2 separate regions of the Mus musculus genome follow, and region 2 is linked to region 1. Evidence: chromatin contacts called from public Hi-C data. All regions are on one chromosome and are shown on one strand. The core of a region is the stretch at or near the end of the contact, and the rest is flanking DNA. Distances in the headings are between cores, read along the strand shown.

Region 1 (2,836 bases), core at 304-2,803:
AGGAATACCTTCACAGTATGTAATCACCCTGAAGTGTAAGTGTTTGAGACTACAGCAAATTAGGCTGACTGGCATCCTTTCCATCTTATCTGGGCAGCAGAATTCCTAACTGCCTGCTGTCAGTGGCGAGGTCGCACAAACACAGCTCTACGCTGCCACTCAGCCTTGGGAAGCCTCTGAAGGCTGTTACAGACCTTCGCTGGGGCTGAACCATGACTTAGAGACAGGAAAGAATTTCAAGATTACTAGCGTACGAAACAGAGTATGCTGGAGATTTTATTAAAAATATTTTCATGTAGGCTTAGCGTCAGAGTTAAGGAGGGGGGAAAAAAGAAAGGGGGTCATTCTGGATGAAGATACCCCCAAGAACAAGTGAGCAATCTCTGATAGAGTTGCCTATCTGTGTGGATCTGGACATCTTAAAGAAGAGTCACAATTACTTATCTTAGCCCTAGCTGTATGTACCATGTTGGTAACTCTGCAAATGCCTTGGACAGAATTATAATCTGATAAAGTCAAAGAAGCCACTAGGATTGTACACTGGGCTTAATACAATGCCTTTTCCTGTAAATGGGGTTTCACGTGAAACTCCTAAGCAATTCCGGGTTTATTTCTGGGAAGGGCAAGAGGCCTTAGGCAGCTGTTGATTATGGGGGAATTTTTCCTTACCTGCTGGCAAGAAGCCTCAGTATTCACTGCCCCAAGGATCTTGCCCTCTTCCTAGGTTTCCAGCATCAAAGGTTTCTCTTTTCCCCATGTCCCAATTTTTTTCCTTACCTTTTATATAGCCTCACTATAAGCAGCATTAAAAATCCTTTCCATGTTTTTGATACGGCTAAATATACTGCCTGCTACCAGCTGAGGAGAGAGTATAGCACAGGCTTGGTGAATTAGAGCACTGTCTGAACAACCTGCCACCAGTTAGCACAGTGAAGGGCACATGACCCAGGAGCGATCAATCAGTTTCTTTGCTGAGGTTTATAAGTGGAGCTGCTAAAACAGTCAAAGCCTCTGTTCTTTTCTGAAGGCTACCTACCAACTGTAAGCAAAGGGGCTACTACTCACTTAAAGAGTCTGTTATTTGCAGGGCAACCAGCTATAAGCAAAGAGGTGACTACTACTCAGTAAAAGGGTCTGCTGTTTGGAGGGCTACCAACTGTAAGCAAATAATATGTAGACCTGGTTTCCAGTGGAAGTGCTTTTCCTAGCTTCATGGAAAAAAGATTACCCAACAGTAATGCTAATACAGAGGGCAGGTGGAGGGAGGGAGAAAGACTCAAGGGGCACAGGGGCCATTCTAAAGGAGATCTGATTTAAAAGAAGGCATGTAAGCCCCCAAAGACTTCAGCATAGGAACTAATGCTCACTCCAAGATGTGTGAGCACACAAAGTCATTTCTTGATGCAGCTGTCACTGTAGGACCTGCTACTCTCAGCATGATTTATTATATGTCAATATTGACCTGACATTTTTACAAATGAAACCATTCTTGCCCCTAGATTTTAATTTCAGGGTAGGGCAACCGCAATGCTTTGGTCGTGACTGAAGGAAGGGAAGTCCTATGATTCAGCCCTTTGCAGAGCGTCTGACTCATCTGGTGACTGGGGCTAGAGATGGCAGCATTCAACATTAGCCTTTTTCATCGCGGTTGGAAGTGCTGTTAAGGGGCATCTGATTCCTGATATGTGCACAATAAGAACACACAAAGCAAAGGAAAACAAACGGGGAAAACAGAAAATCCCATTAGGCTGACCATATGGGGAGCCTTGGAGCAAAGGTTAAGATTACTTGCAATGCGCAAGAACAGAAAAGGCAAGTAAATGGGAAAAAATTTTATACTTTCTTTCTACAAGTTGTATGGCTTCAAAGAAATCGATTCAATATATAGATCTACCCTTCAACATACCTCTCAACAAATTTTAATTACAAAAGTGAACTGAGGAGCCCTTAGAATTGCTTTTGCATTGGAGATTCTATTTGAAAGGGAAATAAGTGTGTTTCAGTCGTAAATATTGCTAGTCGGTTAAAATACGATGCCCCCCCCCCAAATAATTTTATTCCCAAGTTTTAAGGGATATTTCTGTTATTTAGTTCTTTCAATGTGCTCTTCTTACAGCTCAAAGCAGCAACATTAATGTACAGCTCAACGTAGCATCATTAAGAATTTGCTAGAATACCAAGAAGAACCTCCAACCTTTCTCCATGGTATGATAGCCAGTGGGAGCCTGGGCCTAGTGAGGTTTTCCTTGACTATCTTCCAAGCCTGAAGCCTAAGAGACACAAAAATTTATCAGATCTGATCTACTCATATTCCATATTTCTCTTTTTTAAAGGGGATGGCTTAGGTTTCTGTGACTTGCAACTAGCTGTGTTTTAATTAATAGACACATTTCGAGTGAACAAAGATCTTTAATGGATTAAGTAGATTTCACAACCATACATTTAATAATACAACAATAATATATATTTTCAGTATAATATAGATAACTATCACATTTAATGCCATGCCTAGGAGAAAGAGGTTTCTCAAGAAGATGACAAGGTAAATATTGTGTTAGTAGTGTCTTAGTTAGTTAGTTAGTTAGGGTTACTATTGCTGTGATGAAGCACTATAACCGAAAGCAGCTTGGGGAGGAAAGGGTTTATTCAGTTTACACTTCCACATCACACTTTATTGTCAAAGAAAGTCAAAACAGAAATTCAAGCAGGGCAGGAACCTGGAGACAGGAGCTAATGTGGGGGCCACAGAGGAGTACTGCTTGTTGCCTTGCTCCTTACGGCTTGTTCATGAGTTTCTTATAGAACCCATGACCATGAGTCCAGGGAAAGCACCACC
Region 2 (2,799 bases), core at 87-2,586, 390 kb before region 1:
CCAGAAACTTAGAATCAATCTTAATAATTACTCTAAAAGGTAGATTTATTTGCTGTAATAATTTCTAGGGTGATAAATTGTTTTTAGGTACCTCTTCCCACAAATGATGAGAAAATCTGACTATCTGACTGTAGGGCAAGGAGTAAAAATATAATATTCAATAAAGCAACTTGGGAAAGTGCGCAAAAAGTGACCCCCCCATTCTTAGCAAAAGTAAACTGTGTGGATTTTCTAGATAACCTGTATTTGGTTACAATCTAAGTGGTTGAATCCCAGTTTCAACCAAGGACTGTGGCTGCAGACATCACATTGGCCACAGGGCGGCACTGCAGGTCACCTAATGGAGCAGATGCACAGTTGAAATGTTTGAAAACTGCCTCTAAAATTCTGAAATTCAGTCCAACGAGGGGAGAAAAAAACGTCATGGGGGATAACACAAAGCTAGACACACAGTTCTACTCATTAACAAGAGCAATTAAAGCTACAGGACTCAGGAAAGAATCAAGTTAGCCAGTTAAAGACTTGGAGACTGTGTTTTTAAAGCACACACTTTATTATCTATCTATCTATCTATCTATCCATCCATCCATCCATCCATCCATCCATCCATCCATCCATCCATCTGATTTTTATGTGTTTATGTTACTATTGCTGATGTGTAAATGTGCATGTGGAAGTCAGAACATAACCATGGCCATCATTCTTCAAGCATAACTACTTTGTTATTTGAGATGGGGGTCTCTCAGTGACCTGGGGCTCCCTCTTATGCAGGCTAGAGTGACTAACTAGTTGTCCTCATCAGCACCAGGATTACAAGCATAGCCTATACCACGTGTCCAGTTTAGGTTTGTTTGGTGTAATATGGGTTCTAGGATTTGACCTCAAGTCTTCATGCTTGGAAACCACTTTACCAACTGAGAGATCTCCTTAGTCCCAAAGCTTAAAATGTTTATGATCAGGCCCTCTTAGAGAAGAGGTATGTTGACCTTTGCACTAGATCTACGATACTTTTCAGTGAGCCACATGGAAATAATAATTCCAGTTAAAGAAACTTCAATCCAGGACTGGCCAGCCACAAGTACCTGCTTCCTCAAATGTGTATCAGGAATTGGATGAAGTCACTGTCTGTTGTCGTTTCCAGTGAGTCACACCCAGACATATGAGGCCAACGGGAGAGACATTCAAACCATACCCAGAGACTTCGGTGTTGGACATGATCTTGGAGGGCAATGTCGGTGTTGGGAATGAACTCAGAGGGCAGGGGACACAACTGTTTGTTTTTCTGCTTCTAGTTGAGAGTTATACCAAACAAAGGAAATGGCCTGGGTCCCCAGCCACAGGATGGGCGTGGCTTCCGTTTGAGCTTCAAGCAAGGTGCTTAGGGCTCTCTACAGGGACAAGCCACAATGTGCAATGTGGGAAAGCCTGCTTTTGTTTGGAGATTTAGTTCTCAGTGTGGTGAAAAGAGTTTGGAGTGTAAGGGAGAAGTCCTCAGGCTCAGATCAATGGGAAGACGTAAAACCATGGCAGAGTTGGGAAAGGGTTGTTAGCAATAAAAGAATTGCTGAAGAGAACCACGGTAATAATTTTCGCAAGAAAGGACTGCGAATGTAGCCAAGAATAGTCCTTAGAGTCTTAGCTACATACTCCATTTATTCTGTATAGACCCTAACTAATAACGCAAGTGAGAGATGTTACAGATAAAGCAGTGTTTCTGAAGGAAGCAGATACCTGTGGGGAAATTCTCAGCACTAGGGAAGCACAGAGGGAGTGATGGACAATGAATCTCTTGAAGATCAACAGAAGTACAAGATCCGCTGCCCTCCTTTGAGTTGCAACCCGGGGAACTGAAAGGGGTGGACAGGTGGACAAGAGTGTCTGAGCAGGAGGACAGTGGGAGAGAGGTGACATCCTAAATCTCATCCAAATGACTACATGAACTTAAAACCAAAATGAACAAAGGAATTTACACTCTCCAAAAGGTGTGGGGAACTGGAAGAACAGTGAGGAAGAGCTTGCCGCTGAGTGGCCGCCCTACGGGTGCCTGAAACCACTGCGCAACTGCTGAAGTAGCACGTGGTTACTGGACAGACGAGAGCGAGCCAATGATGCTCTAGGGGGGATCAGGTTGGTTCCCGCCAACGCCGCGTAGCACACAAAGGAGCCACGAGAGCTCCCGCTACCCCTGGCGTGCTCTTAGTCGCCTCTGCCACTTCTGAGCTGTGTGATATGAAGTATGTTTTTTTAACCTTTCTCTTCCTTGGCTTGCACACTACTCCAGTGGGCACAATGGTGGGATCGGATACATATAAGGATTAAATCCTTTCTTACGTATGAGATACTTAGAGCAGACATTGGTGCTAAGCCGTTATCAGCCATTGTTAGTGACTCTACCATCAGACCATTGGCTGCGGCTGCATCCCAGGCCCTGGCAGGCTGTGAGCATGGCCAGGCTGAAGAGGCACTGGGAGTGGCTGACACACAGTAGGCCTGTATCTAGCCACCTGGCTGTTAAGAACAACTTGCATCAACTTGCATAAATCCTTTCCTTTCTAGTCTGGGCTGTCCTCGGCTCTGCCCTGCTCAACACTTGTTCATGAACGAGACCTGAAATAACTTCATTTTATTTAGACAGTTGGGAAATATTCCAAGTCCATAAAAATAACCTTCAACATTTAGATTCCTTTCACTAAGAACACACTCAGAGAGAGACAGAAAGCCTCTTGGAAGTGTGCGCCTGCGTGTGTGCGTGCGCGTGTGACCAAGCGGCACGTGCATTAAGCTAAACCTCAAAAGATC

The links. A called contact is a pair of places that touch in the nucleus more often than the background predicts.
Region 2: a Hi-C map of bone marrow-derived macrophages shows a contact between it and region 1, with 5 times the contacts expected there. The contact joins two enhancer-like sites. A contact is called at or near these places in 2 of 15 datasets of contacts at CTCF or cohesin (embryonic stem cells and stem cell-derived epiblast-like cells), 122 of 484 Hi-C or Micro-C datasets (3T3-L1-derived adipocytes, the AML12 cell line, B cells and 67 more), 8 of 115 datasets of contacts at active chromatin or transcription factors (the NIH/3T3 cell line, astrocytes, a beta-TC-6 cell line and 5 more) and 2 of 9 other capture datasets (bone marrow-derived macrophages and embryonic stem cells).

The regions. Positions count from the first base shown.
Region 1 is chr13:108,818,773-108,821,608 of GRCm38.p6, reverse strand. The region is part of intron 1 of Pde4d (phosphodiesterase 4D, cAMP specific); the gene reads right to left. Among named protein-coding and RNA genes, the nearest start is that of Pde4d, 170 kb to the right of the region's middle. Within about 2 kb of position 1,553, at least 39 of the 459 cell types and tissues checked have an H3K27ac peak or open chromatin away from gene starts, as enhancers often do. A contact at or near this core is called in bone marrow-derived macrophages, where this site is marked.
Region 2 is chr13:109,208,123-109,210,921 of GRCm38.p6, reverse strand. The region is part of intron 3 of Pde4d (phosphodiesterase 4D, cAMP specific); the gene reads right to left. Among named protein-coding and RNA genes, the nearest start is that of Mir582, 120 kb to the left of the region's middle. Within about 2 kb of position 1,336, at least 14 of the 459 cell types and tissues checked have an H3K27ac peak or open chromatin away from gene starts, as enhancers often do. A contact at or near this core is called in bone marrow-derived macrophages, where this site is marked.